Linked DNA regions of Pan troglodytes: region 2 is linked to region 1. The links are chromatin contacts, called in public capture Hi-C maps. All regions are on one chromosome and are shown on one strand. Each heading gives the region's core, a stretch centred on a gene start, on an enhancer-like site or on the middle of the called end of the contact. The rest is flanking DNA. Distances are from core to core; before and after follow the strand shown. Region 1 has its middle 36 kb from the start of ZBTB40. Region 2 overlaps WNT4 (Wnt family member 4).

Region 1 (6,924 bases), core at 370-2,869:
CCAGGCCAACTGGAAGTCCAGCATTCTTTTCCCCATACCAGGCAGTTTCCCGGTTCCTGATCTCAGCAGGGACATGTCATGTAAACCAGACGAGTCATTTCCAGGCCTTGTATTTTGTATTCTCCTACCTAGGACAAGAAGGTCACTGAAGTGACCACATGTCTATTTGATGTTTGTTTGAGACTGGGGTGTGTGTGTGTGTGTGTGTGTGTGTGTGTCTTTGAATGAGGGACAAAAAGAGAGAGAGAAAAAAAGAGACAGAGAGAGAGAGAATGCATACGTTCTCACGAATGGAAAGGCAAATACATCTTGTCAGCAGCTTCCACCTTCCCGTGGTGCAGCTGTAACATGTCAGGTGTATTGGGGCACCCGAGATAAGCTGGTTTTGACATGCTGCAGATGCCTTCCTACCTCCCAGGGAGGCTGTGACCACCCCATGTGACAGAGACAATGACATTCAACATCTGGGTAGCAGCTTATGTGAGGTCATGACTCAGTGCCCAGCACATGGCAAGTACCCAGTGAGTGGTGGCTGCTTTCATTACTTAATAGCAATCTCCCTGGCCCAGACCTTCTTACCAGGCTCATACTTTCCAGCACACTGAACTGGGATCAGGAGGTCTAATTCTACTCCCAGCTCTGACATCCACTTTCTGTGGGACCCTGGATGTCTAACCTCCCCGGGCCTCCATCTCCTCATCTGTAGAACGGAGAAAATCATACCCTCCTCACAGGGCTGCTGGGAAGACAACCAGAGAGACAGGCTATGGGGGCACTTTGCATGCTATAGACAAGGGGCAGCAAACTACCAGGGACAAATCCAGCATGCCACTTTGTAAATAAAGTTTTGTTGGAATGCATCCACCCTCATCCACATACGTATTGTCTGTGGCTGCTTTCACACAATGGTAACAGAGCCAAATAGTTGCAACAGAGACTAAAGGTCTGCAGAGTCTAAAATATTTACTATCTAGCCCTTTAAGGAAAAATTTAGCTGCTCCTGCTATTGAGCAATTATTCCCAGGTGTTAGCAGCCTTCCTCCTTCCTCTTCCCTGGGAGATGCTCACTCTCAGTCCCTCCCCAAAGGCTGCTGCAAGGCCTGGGTATCTCCTCTTTGACAAGGTTTCCTGGTGACTCTGATGAAGAAAGGCCCTTGGTCCAGACTGCAAAACACACCAGGGTAGTGGAATCAGACAGACTTGAGATCAAATCCCTGTTGTATCACTTCCCACCTGTGTGACTGCAGACAAGTTGCTTAACCTCTCTGAGCCTCAATGTACTTATCTACAAAATGTGGACAACAATGCCTATCCCTTAGAGCTCCTGGGAAGATTAAATGAGACAATGTCTATAAAGGGCTCAGTCAGGCCTGACACAGGATGGGTGCCTGGTAATTGACAGGTTTTTCTTCCTGCATCCCTAAACTAATTTAGTCCCTGGGTATGCTGCATCTTCTCAGTTCTCCCAGAACCCTCCTAGCTTCTCCCTTTCTGCCCCACTGTGGCCTCTTAGGGGGACTCTGCCCCCCATCTTTGTTGGAGGTCCTTCTTCCCCAGCAGGGAGAGGTACATTTGCTGAGAGGCAGCGCTGGGGAGCTGGTCTGATAGAGCCTGGAGTCCTCGGCCCATTTCTGACACTGAAACACCAGCTCCGTGTTTACACAAGGACTCTCATAATATTTGCTTTCTGTGGCCATTATTTGTCCAGGGGCTGACGTCAGATGAAGACAAGCAACTCCCCACTAGCGCTTTCAAAGCACAAGGTCAGCACCTCCCTGTCCCCGCTCCACTGTCCCATCCCCTGGCTCCTTGTCTGAGTTTTCTAAACTAACCACACTCCAGGCTTTGGGTGACTTAGCAAATGTGTTGGCGTGGGACCAGCAGAAAGGCAGATTCTGGTCCCAGCCTGTCGTTAACTAGCTGGGCGACCTTGGGAGGGTCTGGGTCCTCTCCCTTGGCCTCAGTTGCCTCCTCTGTGCCCTGGGAGGGTCACTTCCAGCGCCACAATTCCATGACTGTGGAACTTCAAGAACCCCCCCAGGCTGGGAGATTCCAGCACCCACTGTCACTCTCCTTCCCCACCCCTCCACCCTTCTCAAGCTGCCTAAGAGTGGGAGGAAAGTGAACAGAAATTGTGAAAACAAAGCCACACTTCGACTTAACTACAACCCTGCCGACGGCACAATCTTTCATCAAGATAGAAAATAAGAAGTGAAAAAAGCTACAAGGCTTCAACTGGGCATTTTAACATGGAGGTATGTCCTCCAGCACAGCAAATACCCTGCACCCTGACCAGGGTGGGGAGCCTGTGAATGGACATAAGTCCAGCCTCTTCCACCCATCTGCCACTCATATGAGAAGGTTGCCGGGTGCTGTGGCTCATGCCTGTAATCCTAGCAATTTAGGAGGCCAAGGCGGCCAGATCGCCTGAGAGAGGTCAGGAGTTCGAGACCAGCCTGGCCAACATGGTGAAACCCCATCTCTACTAAAAACACAAAAATTAGCCAGGTGTGGTGGTGCGTGCCTGTAGTCCCAGCTACTGGGAAGGCTGAGGCAGGAGAATCACTTGAACCTAGGAGGCAGAGGTTGCAGTGAGCCGAGATTGCACCACTGCACTCCAGCCTGGGCAACAGAGTGAGACTCCATCTCAAAAAAAAAAAAAAGAGGTAAAGAGGTCAAGTTGCAGGTAAAGCCACCTATGTCACAGGGCCAGCTCTGCTTCCCAGGGAGGGGGAAGAATCATGCGTATAAGTCCAAGGGGAGAAAAAAAAATGGCAAAACCAATCCAGGGAGTTACTGACCCCACTGAAATGTGGATCCATACCAAAGACATACAGGTCCACACCTCCAAAGGACTAAATATAGGACACTCATCTGAAACCTCAGCCCGAGGGACTTTAGTAGGTCACATCAAACCCTTTCCTGACTTGGCATGGGCCAGTGCGGGACAGTCCAGTAGTTTAAGCAAGTCTATGGAGCCAAACAGACCTGGGTCTGAATTCCGGTAAGGCCACCCAGTGGCCTGGGTGACCCAGGGGGAGCTATGGCGCCTCTCTGAGCCTGGGTTTTCCCAGCTATGAAATGGAGATGATAATAATTCATACCTCTTGGGGCTGTTGTGAGAACGTAAGGAACAGTTCAGTGCCTATCCCAGTTTGAAGGTCATACGGGGCCCTAGCCAAATGGTCTTCTCCTTGGGTTACTGGATGATTCTTCAAGGGTGATAACCATCAAGACCTACTCTGGTGGATCAGGCATGGTGGCTCATGCCTGTAATCCCAGCACTTTGGGAAGCGGAGGCGGGCAGATCATTTGGGGTCAGGAGTTTGAGACCAGCCTGTTCAACATGGCGAAACCCTGTCTCTACTAACGATATAAAAATTAGCCAGGTGAGATAGCTCATGCCTGTAATTCCAGCACTTTTTGAGGCCTAGGCAGGTGGATCATTTGAGTTTAGGAGTTTGAGACCAGCCTGGCCAACATGGTGAAACCCCATCTCTACTAAAAATACAAAAATTAGCTGGGTGTGGTGGTGTGCACCTGTAATCCCAGATACTCGGCAAGGCTGAGGCAGGAGAATTCCTTGAACCCAGGAGGCAGAGGTTGCAGTGAGCTAAGATTGCACCATTGCACACTCCAGCCTGGGCAACAGAGCAAGACTCCATCAAAAAATAAATAAATAAATAAAACCCACTCTGGCATGGAGAACATCTGAGTTCTTTGAAGCACTCACATGTACATTCTCATTTGTAGCACTTCTCACAACAGTGCCATAAGGTGGGTCACTCTCCACAGTCTATAGATACAAAAACTGAGGATCGAACAGACAAAACCATTTGTCCAGAGCTCACCACAAGCCCTCGCCCTGAAGCCCAGGACTTTGACTCCTAGTCATTGCTCTGGCACCTCCTTCCACAGGCTCAGATCCTACTGGCCCCATGTGGCCTCGGTGGGTCCAGCTGTGTCCAGAGGCCTCCCAGACACTGGCTCCAGGCCTCTCAATTTCTCTCCAGCCTCAAAAGGAGGTTCAGACAGCGGAGGTGAGCTCAGCCAGAAGTGTGAGGAGACAGCGCCCTCCAGTGGCCTCTGCGCAGCAGCGAGGGAAGCCGAAGGAGGGGGTGGGGCACTTCGATGTCACAAGGGCTGCAGCCCCGAGGAGAGGGACAGAGATCAGGGGCACATTCGACTCCTGTCCTCACCGGTCCAGCCCCTTGACACCTCCAATACTCCTTCTGTCCCAGGACTCTTAGAATCACACCATTCCAATCTGGAAAGAAACTGAAACGCCATCTAAATGAATATTCTCTTTGCACAAAGATGATTGAATCCAGGGTGGAGACAGATCATCCAAGGTCATGTGAGGAGTCAGGGTGGAATGGATTCAGAGCTCAGGTCCCCTACCTGCCCCTTCAGCCCCAGCAGGAAGTTCATGGAGGTTGGATTCACCAGCCCCGCACCTCCCCGCTCCCCATTTTTCTCCTCTGCCTTCAGGGCTGCCAGGCACACCAGGTAGAGTGGGAGGGGCTGAGGCAGAAGAATGATGGTGATGGGCTCTCCAACTCTTGATGGCTGTGTGACCTTGTGCAGGTTACTTAACCTCTCTGTGCCCCAGTTCCCCCCTCTGTGAAATGAAATTGAATCCTCAATGCCATAGGATTACTGTAAGGACTAAATAATGCATAAAGTAAAAAAGGCCTGGTAGGTGGTAAGCAGCCCCCAAACATGGCAGCCCCTGCTTCTGCTTTTATTACTATTCGTTTGGTACCTCTAATCCATTGGTTCACTTCTGAGGGGCCACAAGCTCTCCCACGCACCTTTCTCTCCTCCCCTTCTCTCACTTCATTTCTTCTCACCAAACCCCAAAGCGGCAAATTAATCCCCAGTACCTGTATCTCTTGTCTGTCACATTCAAGGCTCTGCAAGACGGTGTGGCCTGGCCAGGGACTGGGGAGTCGGTGCCACGCACACAGCCCCTCTGTGGGTCAGCCTGCCACTCTGGCCCAGGGTAAGCTTAGCTAAGGCTGAGTCTCAGAGAAGGGCTGAAACCCCAAAGGGTTTTTCTGGTGCCAAGAGCAGACCGGGTTGAAGGGCGCGGTCAGTACCTTCCTGAGATGATTCTAAGCGCCCAGCTCTAACAGCTGAACATCACCAGGCTCGAGTTTCAGGATGGGAACCTTGAAAAGCCCTCTGTGATTTTCCTTTTCACATCAGGCTTGGGGCCAGGCAGACGTGGGTTCAAATCCTTGCTCTGCCACTCATGAGTTATGTGATCTTGGGAAGAGACTGAATGTCTCCGGACCTCAGTTTCCTCATCTGTAAAGCGGGAGTGGTTATAGGAGTGTACGGAACTGTTGGGTTTGGATTAAGGTGTCCAGCCCACTGCCTGGAATGCAGCACTTTGACTTGCTTATTGAACATCAAAATTAATTTACCGCCTTTTTCCCTCAAATCCTGTTCTTCCTCTGGAATTCCCTGTCCTGGTAGGGGTCTGTAATACTTACATCTAGGATGTCTATAATACTTACACATCCAAGGAGGGGTGGCCCATGTTCTCACACTTTCTATCAACTCCGTCATAGCTGTCTTGCACAGAGGTGAATCCATCACAGCTGCCTTGCATGGCCATTCCTCTCCACTCACTTTGGCCATGGCTCTCCATCCAGGACAAGGTTATGGCAAATCCTTCATCACTGGTTTCCTCCTTCCAGCCTCCTTACTCCTGCTGGGGTGGTTACATCAGCCCCTCTCCACGTCTCACTCTGAAACACATGTTCAGAGCACAAAGTCCAAACTGCTCAACCGAGCCAGGACGCCGAGGTCCCTCATGATCTGGGCCCCTCACTCCCACCTCCCCAGCATCATCTACTCCCACCCTGCCTCCCACACAAAACAACTCTCCCTCCCCAAACTCTCGGTGTTCCCTGAGGATGAGGCTCCCTGCTGCTCTGTGCCTCTAAGCCTCTGCCCCCTGCCCCCTGCCCCAACCACCCAGAACGCCCTCTCTGACAACCTCCTCTGCAAGCCCTCTGCGACTGCTCCCACCTGCCCAATTCTTCCCACGTGGAGCCAAGCACTCTCTCCTTCAGGCCCCACCGGCCTCTCTCAGACCCCCATGACGGCCCTTCCCACCTGTATGCGGCAGGTTTACCTGACTAGGCAATCCAGGAGGGAGGCGAGAGCACTGAATGAGAGCAATGCCTCTGGGGTCCTGTCTCCTGGGATTTACTGAGAGGACGTGTGGAGTCCTAGCACCATGTCTGCTGCATACAGATGCTCAGCAAATGAAAGTGATTCTTTTTATGGCTATCTCCCCATGAGGCTGCAAATTCCTAGAGCAAGACTCATGTCTTAATTATCTTTGCATCCCCAGCAACTAGCCCTGTGATCTGGCCCACAGTAGAAGTTTAACAGATGTTTTCACATGGATGAATGAATGGATGGATACACGGATGGATGGATGGATAAATAGATGGATGGTGTGGCTGAAAGAGGAGGAAGAAATACATAAGAGCTGCCATTTAGCTGGTAACTAGGCAGTGACAGAAACGTGCATAGCACTTTACAAAGCAATGTCAGCCAAGCCCAACCACGGAGATTGATTCTATTTTTATCCCTGTTTCATGGTGGGGAGGAACTGGCTCAGAGAGGTGAAGACACCTGCCAGAGTTCCATAGTGATGACATTGGTGACAGCCGATATTCAAAGTCACTTCTGCCTGGTTACAAACCCCATGCAATTTCCATTTCTCCACGCTGCTTCCTAAAAGGAAGCAGTTGGAATAGCAGCCGCATCTGAAGGAAATATGAACTAGAATTTATGTCGAGATCGCTAAAGTTCCAGCCTGGCCAACACAATGAAACCCTTTCTCTACTAAAAATACAAAAATTAGCTGGGAGTGATGGTGCTGCCTGTAATCTCAGGTAC
Region 2 (6,290 bases), core at 1,688-4,187, 280 kb before region 1:
ACTTATGGGAATTCTTTCTGATGATAAGAAGAAACTTATGGAAGTTCCATCAAACTTCTATGGAACTTGGGACTGGGCTAAGTACTTTACATTATTGCGTTTAATCCTCTCAGAAAGCCAACCAGCTGCCATTTAAAAGAGGAGGAAACTGAGGCACAGACATTTTAAGTAATTTACCTCATGTGCAGGGCTACACAGCCAGTGAGGTTGAGCAGGACTTGAACCTGGCATTTGCCTGGCTTCACAGCCTTGGGCAGAGACAGTATTCTCTGTGTGGCTCAAAGACTAGAATTGACACTGTGGCCAGAAGCTGCTGGGAGCTGGGTTTGTTCAACCCAAAGATGCAAGCCAGGGTGCAGCTGGGGAGCTGTCTCCCCATCCCTGGAGGTTTGCAGGCGGCAGCTAAATTTTATTTGTCAGGTATGTGGGTTGGACCAAGTGACGGTTCTTGAATCTGGCTGTGCATCGAAACGTGTGCAGGGTTTGTTGAAAGTGGAGGTGCCTGGGCCCCAGTCCCAGTGGGGGTTGGTGGGCCTCTGAGGTTAATTTAATGTGCCTTAGGTGCACCTGGGAGGCTAGGTGGGCACTGGCCTGGAGAGCAGTCTGCATAAGTATGGGTGATGTTTCCTTCTCAGCCATAGGGAGCTCTGACTCAGGGATGCCACTGTCCTCCTCACTGTGGCATTGATCCCCAGGATGTTTCCTTTTCCCCGTGGCTGTGGAGCCTGAGCCTGGCTTTCCTTATCTGTAAATGGAGATAACGGTTCTCACCCAGAGGGCTGGCAAGAGGAATGCCCGTGATTTGCTGTGTGATGCACCTGGCTGTCAGCTGGGCACATCCTAGGTGCCAGGTAATTGTGGGGGCAAGTGCACAGCATGGGGCAAGTGCAAAGTAGATGGTCTCAGGCCGAAGAAGGCCAACCTCCCCTCCCCACCCCCTGCATTCCTGGTCTCCCAGGGGCCTCCCCGCCCCTCCTTCCTATCTACCAGGTGGTTCCCAGGGGATGCACAGACTGGTGGTGTCCTGACAAGGCCCAGGCAGGAGCTCGGAGCCCCTTGGAGGGAAGACAAGGGCAGGAAGGGGGCTGAGAGGCAGCAGAGGCTGCATTTGAAAGGGGAGGGGCCCACCCGTCTTCTCAGCCCTGCCTGGGTGCTCTTCCTGCCTGTGCCCAGCCAAGGGGTCGCCTGTGGAGCTAGTCCCACCTGTTGCTCTTGGCCTGCAGGGGGCGCCAAGAGCCCGGCTACTGGCGGTGGGCCAGGTCCACGTTCAGGCCACAGGTGTCCCTCGGTGGGGGGACAAGGAATTGAGCCTGACGTTGGATCCTTTCCTGCTCAGACCGAGGCTTGGCGTCTTGGAGAAGGGTGGGGGCCCTGTTTGCTCTATGATGTGGGGGCACAGAGCTGGCCCATCCCCAACTCAGTCTCTGCTCCCACAGCATGCAGCCAAGAAGGCTGCATCTGGCTGTGCTGGGCCCTGGGCTCTGGTCAAGGGAGGCACCCAAGGGCAGGGGTTCTCTGGGCAGGGGGGGCAGCCTCTGACCCACCATGACCTTGGGCAAGTCCCTGCCATACTTGGAGCCTGTCTCCTCATGGGTACAGTAAACTGGTGGGTCCATATGGCCTTTCCCACTGTCGGAGTTGGTGGGCCTCCTTCTACTGGCAGGGTGGGGAGTGGCCGGGCCTCAGGGGCCTGCTGGCCCCATGCCAGGCTGATAGATGTGTCTCTGCCATTGAATCAGTAGTAAGATGGACCAGGGGAGCCACCTGCATCCCCCCACCCAGGCTCAGAACGCAGCAAGGGGAGACTGGCTGAATGACAGTCGCAGGGGCTTAGGGTGAGCTGCTGGGCTGCCGTGGCCGTGAGTCACTGGGCCAGCTTCCAGGAAGGAGCTGAGCAACCTCTTCCGTTGGCACCAGTGCCCACCCCCAGCCCCTGCCTTCATCTGGCACAGCAGCTGTCCCCTTCCGTACACACGAGGCCCAGCCCCATCCCCACCCCTGTTCCCCCAGACCCCAGGGTCTCGCCCGGGCAGGGCTGGGTGCCAGGGCTGGAAATGGAACCGGGCACCAGCTCTAGAGAGTGAGAACCCCAGGCATTACAGGCCCTCATCCACAATGTTTCTGCTTGCCCGTTTCAGTATCCAACTAGCATTTGGCACCATTTCACAGATGAACAAACTGAGGCTACGGAGATAAAGCAACTTGCTTAAAGTCCCACAGCTAGAGCGGCGAGCTGCAGTGCAAACCCAGCCCTAACTCTCAACTCTCTTTCCTCTGTACCTGGCTGTGGATATGCCCCATTTACCTGCTGAGGGGGGCTAACACTGCCCTTGGTGCCTCACACAGGGCACAGTGCACAGAAGGTGTTTAATAAATGCCTGCAGCAGGATGGAGGGCTCTGTCCTGACAGGGTTCCCTCTGCTTCCCTCCTGGCAGAGTGCTCAGGATGGGGAAGATAAGGATGAGGGAGGAATGTGGGGGCTGCTGTGGTCTTTTGATCTGCTGAGAGCCTGGAGACCCATCAGGGCGAGGCCTGATTAGTACTGGACACCTTAGGATTCCCAGTGCCCTAGGGTGGCTCAACCCCAGAGACACGTGTGCCGTCCGCTGACCCTGGAGCTGGACCAGGCTCAAAAAGGGCACCAGCCCTTTCTAGGGGTGACAGAGAGCCAGGGCGTGATGGGTGGGCCGGGCCAGGCTGTGCAGGGCCTTGGCCATCCCTGAGGCTTCTCCTGTCGTGGCTGCATTGCCCCAATTTAGGCTCCTTCCTGCCACCACGGAGTACAGGCTTAGCAATTTGCCACCTGCTGCCCTGGCCACCCAGGACTCTCGCCATGGCCATGCCGTTGATCAGGTTACCCCACCAGCCCAGACCGCCCCTGCTGCTGCTACCAGCCAGCTCATGCCCTGATCTTCTCCAACGAGGGCTGCAGGTCCTGCAGGCTCCTCCCAGGAGGCCCTCCCCGAGCCCGGCCCGTGCCTACAGCCTGCGAGGCTGGAGGGCCCTTGCCCTGCCAGGGAGATCAGATCCTCTCAGCCACCTGCTGTTTTCATTAGAAACTAAAATTAGCTGGGCTTGTCCCAAGCTTTTCCAGGTTTGCTTGCTTTTTTAAAAAAATATACAAATTCCTAGAGGAAAATCTGCACCTCTGCGACTCCTCCCGGCTCTTACGCTGTGAGTCAAGAGGAGAGGGGACGGGAAATAGCTGGAGCATTTGGGAGGCCAAGCAGATCAGTGTCGTGGGTCCCAGCCCTGCGGGTGTCCAGGTGGGGGCTGGGACGCCAGTGCAGGCCTCTCTGCCCCCTCCCTTTGGCCTCCCTGCCTGCCTGGGCCACATTTAGAGCCTCCTCAGGAGCGGTCGTGCCTGCGATACCAGGGAGGAAGGAGGCCAAGTGGGTGGGAGGGGGAGCCGGAAGAAAACGGAGTGGCTGCTGAACAGAGCTGCCTTGGGGGATGCGGGCCAGTGGGGGCGAAAGTGACCACAGTCCCCATCCAGGACTGTGTTCTTAGGGGGATGGTACCTGGTTTCCCAAGATCCTAACCATACCCCCCACTCACTTTTACATCTTTGAATGTTTCTATAACCACAGTCTTGGTATCCTGCTGTGCTCCCCCTGATGGTGCCCTAGCCTTGGAGACCCTTGTCTTTTGGCATGGCAGGCAGTGCAGAAAGGACATGGACCAGGGACTCCTGGGTCCAAATGTCATCCTTGTGTTGCTTGAAGCAAGTTAGTGAACACCTCTGAGCCTCAGCATGTTCATCTGTAAAGTGGGGAGACTGGAATTCCTGCACGCAGGAGGCCTAAATGAATGAAATGTGTGTGCAGGAGATGCTCGTCCCTGCTGCAGCATTGTCCTAGCAGCACCTTCAAGATGCTCACTGTCATCGGTGCCGTCACCACCCCTCCCACAGCCTCTCCCAGTTCCTCTGGCCACCCCTCTGCTGCACCCCAGACCAGACCCATGCTGACTTCTGCTCATTTGTGTGTGTGTTTTTTTGCTTGGGTCTCTTGGCCCTCTTAGTCCTGGGTTCCCGGTCTTTTTTTCAGCTGATCATGCCTGAGAGGTGGGACACGCTCCCCCGGGGTACAGTGGATGACCTCAGCAGCCATCCCAATGGCAGGCTTTTGACAGAGTCTCCAGATGAAGTCTGCAGAGTTTGACGATGTGTTTCCTGGCGACTGTCAGTCAGACCCTGTGAGGCTGGGGAGTGTGAGAGATGGGTGGAGGGGATGGTGCTGCTAGGACATCAAGAGCTGGGACACTGGGGTGAGGGCAGGGACAGTGGTGTACAGGACAAGCTCAGGAGTGTCAAGGGGACTTGGAAACCATTTGTGGGCATCACAGAGTGGATGCATGGGACCTTCACTTATACTCTGCAATCAATAGTCATGTGCTTCAGTATGTCCTTAGTGCAACAGCACAGGGCTGGCTAGGCAGGTGTCTTCCCCTCTGTTTCGCAGATGAGGAAAATGAAGCTCAGAGAAGCATGTGTTTGAGCCCATGCAGCCTGCAGTGGAAGGTCAGGATTTGAAAACAGGTCACTCTGGCTCCTAAGCCAAAGATGACCCAGGGTACTGAGGCATGAAGTTTGGCAGTCAACAGACAGTGACCTGAGGGAGGAGGCCTGATTCTTCCCTTGATGGGTCTTTCTAGAGCCCCATGTCTTTTCTGAACTACAGTGAGGTGTCTGGGCTGTGTTCAGGAGTAAGGGGTGCTGGGGACAGATGTCTGGGTGGTTATGGGACTGCCTGGACAGTGTGGAAGCCTGTGGTCTCTGTAGCTGTTGGGGCCATGGAAGGGTTGCTGCCACTGGTCCAAAACCCCTGGAGGGGCAGGCTTTGGAGACACTCATGGTGGTTTGCAGGGCAGTGGGTGCTGCCTTCACCCCTCAGCCTTAGCATGGTCCTAGGTCTCTCAAGGCCCAGGCCAAGTCCTCTTGGCCTCAGGTGCATTTCCTCAGGCAGAGAGAGAGAACGGCCTCCCCTGGAACCCAGGCCTCCACCGCCAGTGCACACCACTCTGCACCTTTGGGCCCCTTTCCCTCTTTCCTGTCTCCTGGGACCCCTCGCTCCCATCTCCTATCCTTGGAAGCCTCAGTGCCCTCATTTTCTGACTCTTGGTTTCCCAATTCTCATTACTTCCAGTATCCTGGTACCCTAGCCCCCTACATTTCACTCCTGAGGGCTCTGTGTCCCCCACTTCCTGTTTGGGAGCCCCCAACCCCATTTCCCATCTCACTGTATGTATTCCCAGCGAGCTGGTGGCTGCCTCAGGGCCACAAAGTAGCCCCTTGGACCTGAGCCTGGATGGCCCCAGAGCTCTGCCAGGTGAGAACTTGCCTTCTCTCCCTGAGGCAGGTGTGTTGTTGGGGGGAGTGGGTATCAAATTTAAGGCTGGCCTGACCTCACCTTGTCCCCCGATTTGCCAGCAGAGAGCTCTTCCTTTGCTAGACGCATCCGACCTGTGTCCCCACAACCTTTCATGTCCTGTGGCCACTGACCCATTGAACTGTCCTCCCTGCTGGGCTGAGGGAACCTGGGGTTGGGGAAAGAGGAGGGACAGGTGAAACCCCAGCAGAACTGTCCAGAGCCAGTGCTGGCCTCCTGGAGTGAGGCTCCCGGTTTCTAGTGAGTTCATCGGCCTTGGGGGATACCTTCCAAAGGCCCAGTCCTAGGAGAGCCTGTGGCTGAACCCCTACTTCCACCCCCACCAGGGTGGGGCTCATCCCCCCAGCAGAGAATAACTGGCTTGGGGTACAGGGCTGCAGGGCTGCTGTCAGCGGCTGCGGGAACAGCTCTGGGAGACCTGGGATGGAGTCCTGGTTCTACCACCGCCATGCTGTATGGTCCTAAGTGCCCAGAACAGGGCCTGATGTGAGGAAGTGCTCGACATGTTTGCCTGGGGGCATCCCAGGCCCTCCCTGGCAGGAAGGTTCCCCAGGGGGTTGACTGAGAATCCCCAAGAACCCCCTCACTCTCATGCCTCGAAGCTTGGGTTGCCGGAACAGCTGGGCACCCGACTCAGGAGGGGTTATTCTGCTGTCTCCAGCCCTTAGGGAAGGGTCTCTAGGGCCCAATCCTGGGATTTCAGGGCTTGTATGTGAACAAATTGAGAAATAGGGTCTGAAGGGACCATTCACAGTCATCTCAGGGAAGGGCCCTGAGGCCCATCAGCATTCCTGCTGTTCTAATGGGCCTCTCCAAAGATACATGTGAGCTGTCCGAGGCTCCTCTCCCCTGGAGGACGCATCCCTTCCTCCTCCCACCTCCCTCCCGCTCTCTCCTCA

Evidence for each region. Capture Hi-C pulls out chosen DNA fragments and counts their contacts.
Region 2: a capture Hi-C map of stem cell-derived neural stem cells shows a contact between it and region 1, with 12 times the contacts expected there. The contact joins two enhancer-like sites. A contact is called at or near these places in 4 of 7 Hi-C or Micro-C datasets (blood, induced pluripotent stem cells and stem cell-derived neural progenitor cells), 1 of 1 datasets of contacts at active chromatin or transcription factors (stem cell-derived excitatory neurons) and 1 of 1 other capture datasets (stem cell-derived neural stem cells).

What each region holds. Positions count from the first base shown.
Region 1 is chr1:208,600,631-208,607,554 of NHGRI_mPanTro3-v2.0_pri, reverse strand. No RefSeq gene overlaps it. Among named protein-coding and RNA genes, the nearest start is that of ZBTB40, 36 kb to the right of the region's middle. Within about 2 kb of position 1,619, at least 1 of the 24 cell types and tissues checked has an H3K27ac peak or open chromatin away from gene starts, as enhancers often do. A contact at or near this core is called in stem cell-derived neural stem cells, where this site is marked.
Region 2 is chr1:208,882,423-208,888,712 of NHGRI_mPanTro3-v2.0_pri, reverse strand. The region is part of intron 1 of WNT4 (Wnt family member 4); the gene reads right to left. Among named protein-coding and RNA genes, the nearest start is that of WNT4, 9.1 kb to the right of the region's middle. Within about 2 kb of position 2,937, at least 2 of the 24 cell types and tissues checked have an H3K27ac peak or open chromatin away from gene starts, as enhancers often do. A contact at or near this core is called in stem cell-derived neural stem cells, where this site is marked.